Linked DNA regions of Anser cygnoides: region 2 is linked to region 1. A link is a contact called in public Hi-C data. All regions are on one chromosome and are shown on one strand. The core of a region is the stretch at or near the end of the contact, and the rest is flanking DNA. Distances in the headings are between cores, read along the strand shown.

Evidence for each region. A called contact is a pair of places that touch in the nucleus more often than the background predicts.
Region 2: a contact with region 1 is called in a Hi-C map of liver, with 3 times the contacts expected there. The contact joins the enhancer-like site here to the promoter of PMM1 in region 1. A contact is called at or near these places in 2 of 7 Hi-C or Micro-C datasets (both in liver).

Annotation. Positions count from the first base shown.
Region 1 is chr1:44,012,121-44,019,498 of Taihu_goose_T2T_genome, reverse strand. It overlaps PMM1 (phosphomannomutase 1), which reads left to right and starts at 2,158. Exons shown (of 8, transcript XM_013197286.3): 1 at 2,158-4,359; 2 at 4,449-4,566; 3 at 5,619-5,695; 4 at 6,195-6,286. The coding sequence starts at 4,291. DESI1 (desumoylating isopeptidase 1) reads left to right here. Exons shown (of 6, transcript XM_048078795.2): 6 at 1-1,960.
Region 2 is chr1:44,132,328-44,139,022 of Taihu_goose_T2T_genome, reverse strand. CENPM (centromere protein M) reads left to right here. Exons shown (of 6, transcript XM_048078878.2): 5 at 111-202; 6 at 1,042-2,347. The coding sequence ends at 1,167. Among named protein-coding and RNA genes, the nearest start is that of TNFRSF13C, 7.0 kb to the right of the region's middle. Within about 2 kb of position 4,257, at least 2 of the 3 cell types and tissues checked have open chromatin away from gene starts, as enhancers often do. A contact at or near this core is called in liver, where this site is marked.

The sequences.
Region 1 (7,378 bases), core at 909-3,408:
GGAATAGTAAAGTTAAGCTTTTCTGTCGAACAGTTGAGTTGATTGGGATGCATGGAGAAGCAGTCCTATCCTTAGATTGATGTTAGATTGTATCAATACTACATCTTCTAATTTAAGGTTCTTATAGCTTTGCAATTATTTGCAGTGGGAAAAAAAATCAGGGGAAGGAAAGATGAGGCACATTGATTTCTTTTCATGTGTGTATATACACTGTTTTCCTGAACAATTCTGTAGCAAGTACACTTAGGGAGGAGCACAAGAAAGATATTGGGCAAACCCCCAAAACATTGCTGGTGTTCCATAAATGGGGATTGCACATCCCAGATGCTGCTGAAGAAAGCATCTATGCAAAGTATAGCCCTTGGTTCCAGTGCTTTGTTGTGCAAACAATTGCTGCAAGCTCAGTCCTGCATCTCAAACTTCCCGTATTACCTAAAGGAGATGTCTTTCCTCTGCTGGGCTATCTTTCTCCCAGAGTAATATGGTTTAGTATGTTTCTCATGCTGTTATTTTTGTGGGGATGAAATGGAAGAAACCCACAGTTCAGTCATTCTGTCAGTTACTCTGTTGCCCTGCACCTTGTAGAGTCACTACACGAGTGGAAGTCAGGTACTGTCAGTCCCTTTTGCAGTTGTGTAGCTGCTCTGAGTGCAGGTGGCCTTTGTAGCCCAGAATGTGTTTTCTTGTCAGTGGTGATTTTTTCCTTCTGTCATTCTCTGCTCGTGCCATCAACTTCTTAAGTGTTTCATTTGGCAGACTGGACTAGGAGACAACCGTAGCAGTTAGTACAGATGCAAAAGCTTAATGCAAAGTTTTCAGTCTTTCACCATCAAACCATTATGCAGAGAGCATTCTGTAGTAAATTACTTACCATACAGCACCTTTTGGTGCTTCTGGAGAAGGCATTGGCAAGTGTTTGTTTTCTGGTAAGCCACAGCATAGTTTTTCTGTTGTCTGTGTAATCCCCTCCAGACTCTTTCCATGTCTATTTTGTGAAGAGTAACCGGTCTCTCATCCAAGTACAGACATGACTATACCACGAAACACAATAGCACGTTAGAGATCTTAGAGCTTCCTCAGTCGAACAGGTATACCGAAGCTGATACAATGCAGCACAACATCTGGGTATGCTAGTTTGGTACCCACAAGGAGCACAGCTGTGGTTGTTTCTTTCAGCAAACTATCACTTCAGGTACAGCCAACTGCTGGTACAGCTGTTCTGCAAGGGAAGCACAGGCACCATGGTCTCTAGTACCACGGTCTCTACCCCATGCTTCGTTGCATGACAAGTGTGTCCACTTCAGAGGTCCTGAGCCTGGTTTCTGCTTCAGGGCCTTTTCCTTTCCTGCCTCCCGACAGGATGTAAGAGGTTCACCCCAGGCATTTTGCAGTCTGCTTTTTCCCCTCCTGAGCAGCCCTGTTGCAGAGAGAATGCTGCTACTTGAGTATCAGTGGGTAAAATTTCACTCAGACACATTCTGTTTGCGGTAACTGTGGTACTCTCAAAGGAGCTCCGGAGGGTCTCCTTGTCTCTGGACCTACTCTGTGTATTGTGGCAAAGGAACTATAGGAGCGGATCCTGTTTGTTTGATCTTACTGGGTAATGAGACCCTTGTACCCTGTAGGCCTCTTAGGAAACCCGTTTTCTCCAAAGATGGTTACGCGTAAATTGCAGGTCTGTGCACCCAACATTCCTCCCAGCCATACCTACTCATAGGTACATAAACTAGAATGAGAAATGTATGTAAGTGTATATAGGTGGCAAACTTCAGCCAGCTGATTGACCAAGGGGGAGCGGGGAAGCTGAACTCCTGAAGGGGAGCAGAACCCTTTTGCCCACACTTACTGTTCTGTCAAGTATTGCTGGGGTTCCACCATGCCATTTTTAAAATGTTAATAACATCTTTAGACAGAAAGTGATGTTTTGATTTTTTTCTATTACAATAAAAAAGTACAGCAATTTTCTGTTTGTATGTATGTGTCCACGCAGCTACCCAGCAAAGGCAGCTCACCAGAAATCTGCTTCACGCCGTTCCCAGCTGGAAATTGCAGGTTAAGAAACCATCCTAGCAATTTGTGCTGTGTACCGCTAGTAGAAGTGACAGTGGCTACTGCTCTTTGCTAGAACTGGTCATGGGCAATATTTTTATTTAAATTTGGGGACATTTTACTTCTGCAATCACTGTGGTATGTTAAAATCCCTCTTCTGAGGGCTGGCGCAGCTTGGATGAGCTAAATAAAGGTCAGACAGTAGGCGGTTTGTCAGCACAGATTTTGTACAGCCATTGCTCATTTAAGCGTTCAAGAACGAAATACCTGATGTGTGCTGTTGAAGAAGAGGCCCGAAAGAGCTTAAGCGTAACAAAAGACTCTATTTTTTTTCTTCCTGCTTGTTTCAATGCTACTACTTTAAAAAGGAAGAAAGAAGCCTTAAGAAGCAGGCTTTGTTCCTGGGTTCCTCTGGAGCTGCAGAGCACAAATGGGTGAGGGTTATGTAGCAGCATCCATCATGCCTCTGCTGGTAGGCTGTTAAAAAGTAGAGGAAAGATGGGGCTTTGGGTAAGAAATTATTTCAGTATGGGCTTTTGGACACTTATTGATGGCATCCACGTGCTGAACCACAGAGCTTACTGTTTGTACAGCAGTCTGTATGGGTGTAATATGGAAAGGGGCTTTAGCTAAGGTTCATGGTCATGGTTGCGGTTATTTTGGTCTATTCTTCAGATGGGGTGCTGGTTTACTTTCAAGTATTAGCCCCAGGTAAAATATCTGGGAATGAGTACAACAGGGAGATGTTGACCGTAATAGCACCCCTAGTCAGAAGGTACAGTGCTCACAGACGCCGTCAAAGCTTGGACCAAAATACCTGTTCTTGTTGCTGGTTACGGAGCTTTCATCCACAGCAGCTGCTGCTGTCCAAGTCGCAAGTGAGGGAATGCATCAAGGGAGGAGCTAAGCAGGTCTCTGAAGTATTAAATATCTGGAACAGCCACAGGAACTTGTTCTCAGAGCTAACCCAGGTGATTTTTTTTTTGCTCTCGGGGAAACCACAGTAGCACAGACCCTCACCAGCTGATGGTAAATGGCAATAAAGGTGCCGAGGGAGATGGTTTGGCATGCTGTAGACTTGAAAAGACTTCGTAAAGCAGCACGACGGAAATAATAAGCTGGAAAAAGCACAGTAGGTAGGTCAGATTTTGGAAAGCTCTACCGGTGGCTTAGAGCCGATTTCGTAGGCGTTCAGAAAACTGACCGGTGCTTTGGTGGCCCTCCTAATTCCGGCAAGTGCCACGGGGCGGCAGCGCTGCGGTGTGCAGCACAGAGCTGCTCCTGCTCCCCCGGGCACCGAGCGGGGACAGGTCCACGGAGGTGCCTTTCCGACGGCTGTCTGCTGCCCCGTGTGGGGAGAGAGGAGTCTCGGCTGGGTGCCTGAGGGGAAAGGTGCCCGTACATGCGTCTTCTGCAGCAGAAGCTTGTGGTGGCCTCAGATGCCAAGGCGAGATAGCACAAAGATCCCAGGGGAGACCACGTCCTTTTTATTAAATCCAGACCCAGATGTGGTTGAGAGCCTGCCCTCTTCCTCGTGCTGTACGATAAAACGTAGATGTGCAGGGGTATGTTTTTAGTCCAACTGGGTGAAGGGGTGAGCGCCCAGCTTGTGCAAGCACAAGGTCAGCCAAGAGACTGCAGAGAGACGGTGGTGTCCAGGAGTCCTCACGGGAAGCAGCTTGGCCCAAAATAACTGCGAGGCTGAGCACACTGTTTGGGATGCCCTATGGGAGCTGCCAGGAGGACAGACCATAGGGTCAGCTTGGGCTACAGCGATAACCAAAGTGCTGCCACATCTCCAGGGCCGTGAGGGGAGCGAGCTGGCAGTTTTTCCCAGCACCATGCCTCTTCCACTCGGACAGGGGAGGTATTGTCTTTGTACCACGCTGTGGCTTATAAACAAGAAATGGCTTGTATTTCTGAATGCCAGGAGTTCGCTGTGCATCTGACTCCACGGCTGTCTTTTGAGAGCCCTGGGAGTTAGGGCACGGCTTTGCTGCACAGAAGAGACGGATATGTGTCATTGCACATAGACAAGCCCTACAAAGGGCCATAATCCTAAAATCAAACCCAAAACCACCTTGGACCGGCCGCCCGAGGCCTGACAACCCGCCGCCAAGCCCCTGCTGCAGCACCGCGGCCCCGGCAATGCTGGCGGCCACAAGATGGCGCCGCGGCGCGGTCCCGCCCCCGGGCCGCCCACCGGGCCGCCGGGCGGGCTGACAGAGGGCGGCAGCGGGGATGGCGGCGGCTCGGGGCCGGGTGCTGTGCCTCTTCGACGTGGACGGGACCCTGACGCCGGCCCGACAGGTGAGGGGGGCCGCCGGGTGGAGGGGGGGGCTGCCTGTCCGCCGTTTCGGCCCTGCGGGCTCACCCTCGTCTGCCTCCCGCTCCCGCAGAAAATCGAGCCCGAGGTGGACCGGTTCCTGCAGGAGCTGCGCGGCAGGGTGCAGATCGGCGTGGTGGGCGGCTCCGACTACTCCAAGATCGCCGAGCAGCTGGGCGAGGGGGACGAAGGTGAGGCGTGCAGCAGCCCACCCGCTTCGGTAGCCCTGCGCCGGGGGTACTACTTAGGTTCGGGGGGCTCCCGCGTGCCCCAAATCAGCAAGGGGACCCCGAGCCTGCCCTTGGGCTGCTGGACGTGCCCAAGGAGCCGCCGCTCGAAGGCCGGCTCCCGCTGCCCTTCGGAGAGCCCAGCAGGCAGGGATGCTCCAGCCCACGCCGCCAGCTCCGCTGTTGGGCGCGATCCAGGGCCGCAGCCGCTGCCGGAGCGGCCGGGAGCTCCTTCCAGGCTCCTGCGGCTCTTGGCAGCCCTTGGCGAATGTAGCCCACCCGTTAGCTGGCCGATGGGTCGCTGGTTGCCTTCAGAGCCCGAGTGGATGGGAGGAGAGGCTGCCCAAGCTGCTTGCCAGCGCACCCGCAGCATCACCAGCCGCGCAGGGGGCAAGCCGGGCGCCAGCTGGGCAGGACGCGAGGCAGAGGATGGACCAGGAGGGCAGGGCAGGCAGCCTCTCCTCCCTCCACCTTGTTTTCCATCTCCGAGATCGATGCCAAACACGCAGCCGAGTTCTAAGGTCTTTCTTCTGCCTCATTAGCAGCGATCGGCTGCGTGGCTCAGGGGAGCGTGGCACTGATGGCTGAGTCAGCAGCAATCTGTTTACTGCTTCCAGGAGGGGCCGGGGTTAGATAACCAATAACTGCATCACCGGAGCACCCCAGCAGCGGGGGGGAGAGCGCAGGGTAACGCGCACGTGGCTGAAAGCCTGACATTTTGGAGCTCTTATCTTCCGTCTGCCACTGATTCAGTCTGTGACCCCAGTCAGGTCGCTTCCCCCGTCTGCGTCAGCTGCCCCCCTGCCCGCTGGAGATAGCGGCCTCTCCCACGCGCTGGGAGCTCTGAGGGTCGCTGCCTGGGTGCTGGGTGCTGTGAGACGTGCGCTGTGAAGGCGCCTGGAGGAAAGCACGCTGGGTCCTGGATCCAGCCAGCGCTTCTCTCTCTGCTTGGCCCCTTTTCCTAGCCGAGGGCTGAAGCAGCATCCGTTTTTTCTCTTTCCTTTCCTTCCTTTCAGTCATCAGTAAGTTTGACTACGTCTTCGCAGAGAATGGCACCGTGCAGTACAAGAACGGGCAGCTGGTCTCCAAGCAGGTAGGCCGGCTCCTCGTGCAAACACAGCTCTCCTTCCTCATCCCTGTGTTCCTGAGCGCCATGGGGAGCAGTGCCTGGCTGCATGCAAGTGGGCAGCCTCGTCTTCCCTCCTCAGCAGCCAGATTTGAATGTCCCATTCCCCCTGTTCACGTTTTTGGGTTGGAACAGGGGCTGGAGCCCGCACTCCCCCCCCGTCACGTAGCTGCTGAGTTAATGGTTGTCCAAGGGCCATCACAGCCGTGGCAGCTGCTTAGCCCCAGGAGAGGTTCGGTGGTTTGTGCTCCTGTGGGGCAGAAGAGCCAAGCAACACACAGGAAAAAAACTGCCCCACTCCTGCTGTCTTATGGTCCCCTCACTGCATGCCATCCACACTTGGTAGAAAGGCCTAGTCCAAAAAAGCCTTGCCATTTTCCAGTGGTCCTTTTTTCCTGACAGAATAGCAGGAACCTTGGTTTCGCATGTGCTCCTGCTTCTCCTCACTCCCCTTCTCCTCCCACAGGCCATCCAGGACCACTTGGGAGAGGAGCTGCTGCAAGATCTCATCAACTTCTGTCTCAACTACATGGCGCTGCTGAAACTGCCCAAGAAACGGTAAAGGACTGAGCCTGTGCAAATGTCTGTTGTGTCACTGATTTCTAGGGAGCTGTGGACCCCAGAGCTGTCATAAGAACAGCTGAGCTACTGAGCTTGTTTTTGCTCCAGGTCTTACAGGTTGTACTGTAGTATTTAGGGGCCCTGTATAGGATCACTGCCCCCTTGAGCTGGGCACTGTAGGCAAATAATCTAGGAGGGACTTTTTTCTGGAGAGTCTGCACTGGTTTTTAGCATAATGCCTGCGCTTTCCCCCTCAGGTTTTCTTCCATCAGAAGCAGGGTACAGCTACTGCATGCATCTGATTTAAGACAGTGGTAACAGCTAGTTGCTGGTCAGGGCATCAGGCACTTTTGGTCGTGTAAGGTTCCAAACAGACAAACAATGAGTCTCAAGATGCGAGGGTACGGAGACTAAACACAGTCTCATGCTCTGTCTAACCTAATGTCACTTGAAGCCACTAGTAACAGGGCTGGTCATGCTCTGCAGCTAACCACGTGTTCCTGCTTGCTTCCCCATCATGAGATCCCGCAGTTACAGGGAGAGTTGGGTTGGTACACCTGGTCTGAAGGAAAACTAGTCCACCACAAGGAAAGAAAAGGGTAGTTTTCCATTGGATCAGCTTGCTATCATGTCATTGCTGGATCCAGCAGAAAAAAAAAAGAGAGGAGAAAAAAAGATGACATGGAAGGGGAGAGCAGAAGGACCTCTTTCAGAGACAGCCTGCAGCTGAACCAGTCTGGGTGTAATGTCAAACCACCCCTCAGACCACAGTTTCACAAACACTTGAAGCCAGCACTGCCAAGCAGCTCTGCTCTCCCCTCGCCTCTGGCTGTTTTGTTCCTGCTCTCCCCCTCGTGTCAGCGCCAGTGCTTGTACGGTGAACCCGAGGCGAGCGATCTGCTTGAAATGCAGTTGCTGAAAGAAAGTTGCTAACCTGTGATCCAGATGGGTTTCCTGATGTGAGTCACCACGTGGCAACGTGAGCACTGCTGAGAGGGGCCAGCGTGGTTCCTTGCGACAGGAGAGCTGGCCAAACATGCCCCCAAAACTGTGGGCTGGGACCCAGAACCCTCAAGGCTGTTTGGTTGC
Region 2 (6,695 bases), core at 3,008-5,507, 120 kb before region 1:
ATGCCCTCAAAATTAGCTGTGGATCATTTTGCAGATGCAGAATTTCTCAGTACTTTTCTTCACTGAATGATGATTATGGGGCTAGTAATGCAGAAAAACTTTTTCCGTAGTTGGCAGGGTGAATAACTGCAGCATAGAGATGAATGCCATCTGGAAACTGAGAGACGTCTACTGCAGTCCTGTGCTGTTATGTGAGCTGGAGGTAAGATGCCTGTTTGGTGCCGGAAGGGATTTGTAAATTGCACCGCTCTGTGATCTTTAGTAACACCGTTACATTAGCAATAAATACACCTACATATGCTATTGTCACACGAAAGTAGCATCAGAGACCAGACTTTTTACCAGAGCAGGTTCAACAAGTACAGGAGTCTGACTGTCCTTGGTATGGGTCTTCTAGATTTTCTGCACCTTCCTCTGCCACTTCAAAGCCTCAGAAAACCAGGTCTGTGTTTATGAGAAACTTCTCTGATACGCAAAGCCTTGGTACACATGTTCCTTGAAGCATTTTCTCTTCCTGGGAGCCCCTGAGCTCTTTGCTCTGTGATTTTTATTTTTATTTTTATTTTTATTCTTTCTTGCACAATGCTTCTGTTTTCTGGGCTTTGTCGCTTCACAGGCTGTTTTGCAGTCTGATACGCTACTCCTCAGACCAAGCAGGTAACTGGAAAAAGCTGGCAGAAGAGTTTGGCATTCAGCAGAGGCACGTCTTACTTTTCCATTTAAGCATCATTCCATCCTCAGGGACCGATTCCCTATCAGCAGATAACATTTGTGCCTTTGGCAGTTCCTCTGTTTGCCACCCCTCCCCTTTGTCAGCAAATCAGAACTAGTGAGTTTGGGCACTTGAAACTTTCTTAGGGTTTTCAGCTGGCAGAACGCTGCACCTCTTCTCACGTTTGGGGAGTAAATTGATCTCATGGGTGTCCTCTTTATATAGCAGCTCTGAACCACGCTTAGCTCTGGTTACAGTTCTTTATCACTGCTAAGCAGTGCCTTTCTTTTTCTGATACTGATTAAATAACTTCTCCGTTTTGTTTCCAGGTGGAAAGGATACAAGCTACCACCGCTCAGCGGCTTCTCCGGATGCTGCAGATCTGTGCTGGTCACGTACCAGGAGTTTCTGCCCTGACTTTTGGCTCGCTGATGAGGAGCTCTGCTGATGACTAGCTTCTTGTTGTGAGAATTCGTACAGGTTCATCACTTTTCTTTAGTTCCAGGCATTCAAGCTGCTGCTGTTGTTGGAATCACTTTAGGAAGCTTTATTGCCTGACTTATTACAAACACTCATGCAGAGCTGTTTGTAGTTGCTAGCCTGTCAAAAAAGCTTGATTTCTGTTGAGTGGATAAGGTATAGGTGGTGGGGAGGGAGGATAGTTTGAATTGGGGATCCCTAACTGTTGCTACATCTGAGTCCCGTTTCATGGTGAAGTTTAGATTTCGCCCATTTGCCAGTGGCCAGGAGCTACACGTTTTAGTGAGAGAATATCAAAAATAACAGCCCACTATCCCAAATGCTGTGTGTCATGGTTGAATATCTTAGTTCCAGTAGACCAAAAGTACTAGAGGTGAGGCAGCAGGCTTCTGCTTCCTTGCAGTTGGAATACAGTACTTGGGACTAATGCAAAACCTCAGTGCCAGATTTTGTTTCCCCACCAAGAGAATAAAAGGGTGAGGAAGGCTGTCCTGCAGCTTCTAGATACACTGCAGTTGGCAGTTAATGATCCAGCTGTGTGAGCATCTGCCCAGTGAAGGGCTCAGCATTTCTGTGCCTGGTACATAATTGGGGAGGAAGGGACTAAAGAAGATAATCTAGCACTTTAGCTTTCTTTTATATCTTTAGAGAAAAAAGACTCTGTCTCTTAAGCCCAGGATAACGTGATTTGGACAGCTGTGGGCTGTTCTGCTGCAAGTCAGTCCCTGCAAACCGAGGAGCAGTTCTCCAGAGAGATCTAACCTCCGAGTCAACAAATGAGAAGGGTTGTAACTCAGAGTGTAGCAGCACTTTGTGTTACAGCCCTGACAGGTATGCAACTGAAGGAGAAACATGCAGCTTCTAGTGGAAATCAGATCTTTTTCCCAAAGTAAAGAGCTCCGGAGAGCTGCAGGACTGCACTTGTCTCTCCAGCATCCTTAGGGCTGAGGCTCTGTGCTCTGGGGCTAGCCAGAGATGAAACACAGCAAACTGGACTATAGCAGCATACTGAAAACATACGGTGTCGGCTTGGAAACTGGGCTTATACTGTGTATAGTCCCTTAACTAATAGGTTCCCATCAGCAGTAACTCATGCCTTATTCTTCCTGTCAGATTTTTTGATTTCTAAGTTAATAAAATGTATAATATTTAATAGCTCTTCGTATGTTCTTTGTTTAGATGTGTGGTATGGGCTGTAAAACCTACGAACATGTTCCCCCAGCTTGCCCTGGCAGTGAAACTGGTCCTTGCTGCATTTTGCATGTTGTTCAGTTCAGTTACTTGCTGGGCTGCAGTCACCGTTTCGGCCACGTGGTGGTGGCAAAAGCTTTCCAAATATCATCCTTACTGTGAACTGAATTGAACTACCTGGCAGAATATCATGTTTCTTGAAATACTGGGATGTTGCTTACCCAAAATTGCATGCCAGGTAGAAATGAAGTCTTGAGAGAATCTGCTAAGCTCCCCTTTGGTGTAATTTATTGAATCCCTGCTAGTCTGCTTTAACATCCCTAGGTGCAGCGCTCCGGCTGCGTGTGCTGTTTTGCTTAGCCTGTTTCTGACATCTGCCCATGAGCAGAAAGCAGCACTGCGGGCTTCATCAGCTGTGAGTGTTGGCAGTCCTTGCAAAGACAGCCCAGCAAGGCACAAAGCCTGTCTCCTTGCTCAGAGGACACGCAAGGTTGGTTGTCAGCTGGAACAAAGGAGCTGAACCAGTCAGCTGTGTTACGGAGTCCAAAAGGGCCGGACTCTGGCTAAAACCCAGCGGAGAAAGATGTGCAAACACTCATGGCCACGTAGGAAGGACGGGGCCTAGCGCTGCACCGCTGCCACTGCTTGCCACGACTGCGCCACTGGAGAGGGGCAATGGCGCCGAAAGACCGGTTTCTCCGTTGGCTGTGCCGGCTCGGCCTCGCTCTCACTTTGGGTCCCTCAAAATAAAATGAGACCGTGGTTCAGAATAGACTGGTTTCGATTCGCTCTCGACGTGCAGGTGCAGCCTGGGGGAGGGGAGGGGAGGCCTGCGGCACAGAACGAAAAATGAACGAGTCTTTCGTGTCCTCTGCAACTGCTGTAGGGCAGGGAGACTTCCGCCACCTAGGCCACGCTCCGGTTGCCTCTGATAACTACAGGCCTCAGGAGCGATTTCTCTGGCTGTGCTTTCTTAACTGGTGAAAATGAAACTTTCTTTGGTTCGCCCGGAACGAAACCCCGGTGCGCTACTGTCCAGCACCTTCAAACCTTGTGGGTTGTTTTCCATCGCTGTGTTAGATACAGATTTTTTCTCCTACCACTTCTAAAGGAGAAAGATGCTGTTTGTGCTGCCTACAGGTGGCTGAATCCTAGCTGGTACAAAATAAAAGCTAGTTCCTTAAGAGCAACATCTCGCTTCACCTTGGGGCAAATATTTTTCTTACTCTTAGGAAAAAGTCTTTAATAGAACTGGCAGGGGAAGTGGAGCGTATCTAAGAATATGACACTGTGTCTCAGGTCCATCATGTTTTACAACCGAAAGTAGTTGGGACACATCTAAAGCTACAGCTACAACTGTGTAAATACCTCTAGGAACTGTCAGCTATTGGTTTAGACAGGACATAACAAAGCAGAGCAGACGAGGCAGCTGAGGATACCTTTCATCTAGATGGGGTAGCCAGCGCTAATGTTTGATAAAGGTCTTGTGAAAGTAGTGTTTGGACTGTGATCAGGCACATGGAGGGCCTGAAGTTGAATTAAGGCTAGTCACTTGGGTTCTGTTGTGTTTGAACATCACCAAAGACCTTGTCCAGCTGGCTAAAATCTAAACTAACAGAAATATTTTGGAGTTTTTTTTCTCTTCATCTCTCTGTGCCTCAGTTCCCTATCTGTTTGGAGATGTACTAGAAGAAATCCCCCTCTCTTTGGCAAAAGTACTCAGCTTTGCTGGTTTGACTACTTCAATTTGTGGATGTTTTTGTTTGTCAGCTGTGCATCAGCAAAATTAGTGTGAAAGCAGTTTAATTAGTACAGTAGGACTTATACCAGTAGCACTGAAGTAAGCTTTGGTGAAGCAGTGCTTTTGAGCTGGTGGAGCTGAGTGAAACTAACGGGGGCTCTCCTGCTACAGCAGCGTGACCCACAGGAGCAAGATTTTGTATCCTCACCATGCTAGCCGAGCTGCTTATGGAGGTGCTAAGAGATTTCAGCACAAATCAGCATGGTTAGCATTATCTGTCTGGATTATAGCTCTCTGTTAGCCCAGGTTTTCCAAGAGAAGCTTTTCTTGCTGGCTTTGCAGCACCAGCACTTAAATCAGACCAACTTTTAGGTGCAGCAAGACACGTGGTGTGCCCAGTCTGTACTGTCGGGGGGAGAGCCCGTGCGCTGATACGGGGCCTGGAGTAAATGATCTCTGTCCTGCAACAGCCATCGGAGATAAACCCAGCCCTGGCGATTTGCCTGCCCTCAAGCCTTGAAACTGGTGGTAGAGATCTAGACTCAAGGCCACCCCTAATATTTGCTCTGGCTGAACCTGGATGTCCCCGCTCTTCTGTCTCCCTGGGCAGGCCCAGGCCCCCGGCCGTCTCCCCTGCAGGCCAAGTGGTCTCCGTTTCCCACCCGTTCGGTGACCAGCTGTCCTTCACTGCTGGGGAAAGTGATTTGTATGCAAGAGAAAGCAAGGGCTGGCACAGCCCAGAGCCGGAGCAGAAACGCCGGGCTCGCTTTGCCTCCGTGGATGTGATTTCTTGCATGGCTCTGGGCACGTGTGTTAAAAGTCACTGTGCCTTGCTGGCACTGCCCGTAAAGCAGGAGCCGTGTCCTCCACGATGGGGGTGAGTTGACATTGGCACCGTGTTTTGGTGTCCTTGGGGTTACACATCCAGAACAGTGCTCTCCTGATGAGCTGAGGTTGGTGTTTGCCGCAGCTCTGGGGGAAGGTAAAGGGGGGCTTGGTGGGACCCTCCTGAGCTCGGACGTGTCTGCCCCTTGCCACCTGCCCCTGCAGCGGCGAGGCTGACACCAGGCTCCCTTCCTTCTCACAGGGCCTTGCAGCACGGCTGAGTTTTGTTGCGAACTGGGGCAAACCCACCTTCTGAAGTGCTGAAATTCCCCGCGCAGCCGAGTTGTCCTTGAGCTGGCTGGGGGGGAGAAATCAAAGTCTCTGGCTCTCTCTCACCGTTAAATATTAATACGGCGCGGCGATGCTAAGCAGGACGGATCCCCTCGGGCCGGCTTGGATGTGATGAGCCGGAGCGGTGGGATGCGGGGACTTAGGGGGCGATGGCACTTGCCCAGAAGCCCCCGCAGCTGAGCGGCGCGGGCTCGTGGCACGCGGGCCGCAGGAGGAGCTGCCACATGCCACGGTGCTGCGGTCCCCCTCGGGCTCACCGCATCGCGAGGGGCTTGTGTGACACGTCTAGCCCTGCAAGCAGCCCTGGAAGGAGCTGTGGATGTCCCCCTGCCCCGTCGTGTCCTTGGCGGGGGGAAGTCAGCGGTGTGTGAAAGAGCCCGTGCTTTACATACGTGCGCCTCCCCACCGCCGGCCCAGGTGCAGCTGCGGGCTGGGCACGAGAGCCCCGGGGGCTCTGCACGTCACAGGAAGGAGCACTGAGGTGGGGTGAGGATGAAAACAAAGCGAGAAGCTGCCTCCCCTTGGGAAACAGGGCCCCCGCTGTGGTGCGGGGGCTGCTGTGTCCTCTGTCGTCCGCATCCTCCCACTGTCACCTCCGCGCCGCAGCGAGCTGTGCCCGGGGAGCTGAGGCACCGCGCTCGAGGGCGGGCGGTTTGAGCGCAGGAGCCAGGCAGAAGCGTTGTGGTGAGCGCTGGCAATGCCTAAAAAGCCCAGATTGTTGGACACACCGCAGAGGCTCCCCCCGATTTTTGGCAGTTTGGTGTATTTTCCTTTCCTTTCCACGCCCTCAGGTTCTGACTGAGGCTGGGGGACCTGTGAGACACCCGTTATCGGCAGCGGTCAGCTCACAGCTCTCTCCACCCTTTGTGCTGGCTGCTTGCCCCGATGTCACAGCAGTGTTGGCATCGCCCCAGCGTGAACGTACGCGGTTGTTTTCCCCTGCCCTGTTCCCTCTTCGAACTCGCGCAGAGCTGACAGATGTGGAGCCCGCGCTGCGTTCAGCTGGGCTCCGACTGTAGCTACCTGTGGCTCTTGCTGCAGCCGAGAACCTCTCTTCGCAGCCATGTGCCGGCGTTGCCTAACTAATCCTCGCCCTCCCCACGACTCGGGGCCTCTTGCTGCTACGCTGAGCAGCAGATCAAAGGCTTCAGAGCTGGGGAAGCTCTGGGAACAGCATGGTGTTTCCTCGTATGAGTGTACCAGCAGCCTTCGCCTCGCTTTGCAGAGAGCAATTTTACTACCTGGTGCTCTGTCTCAATCTTTTCCATCCCCTGGTTCCCATGTTGTAACCTGACGTGCCCGTCCTGAGCAGTTCTCCCTCCTGTTTTCTGCTCCCGGGGAAACGGAGCGGAGCTGCTTGTGTGCAGCTGTTGCATAATGCTGACCTACTTTGAA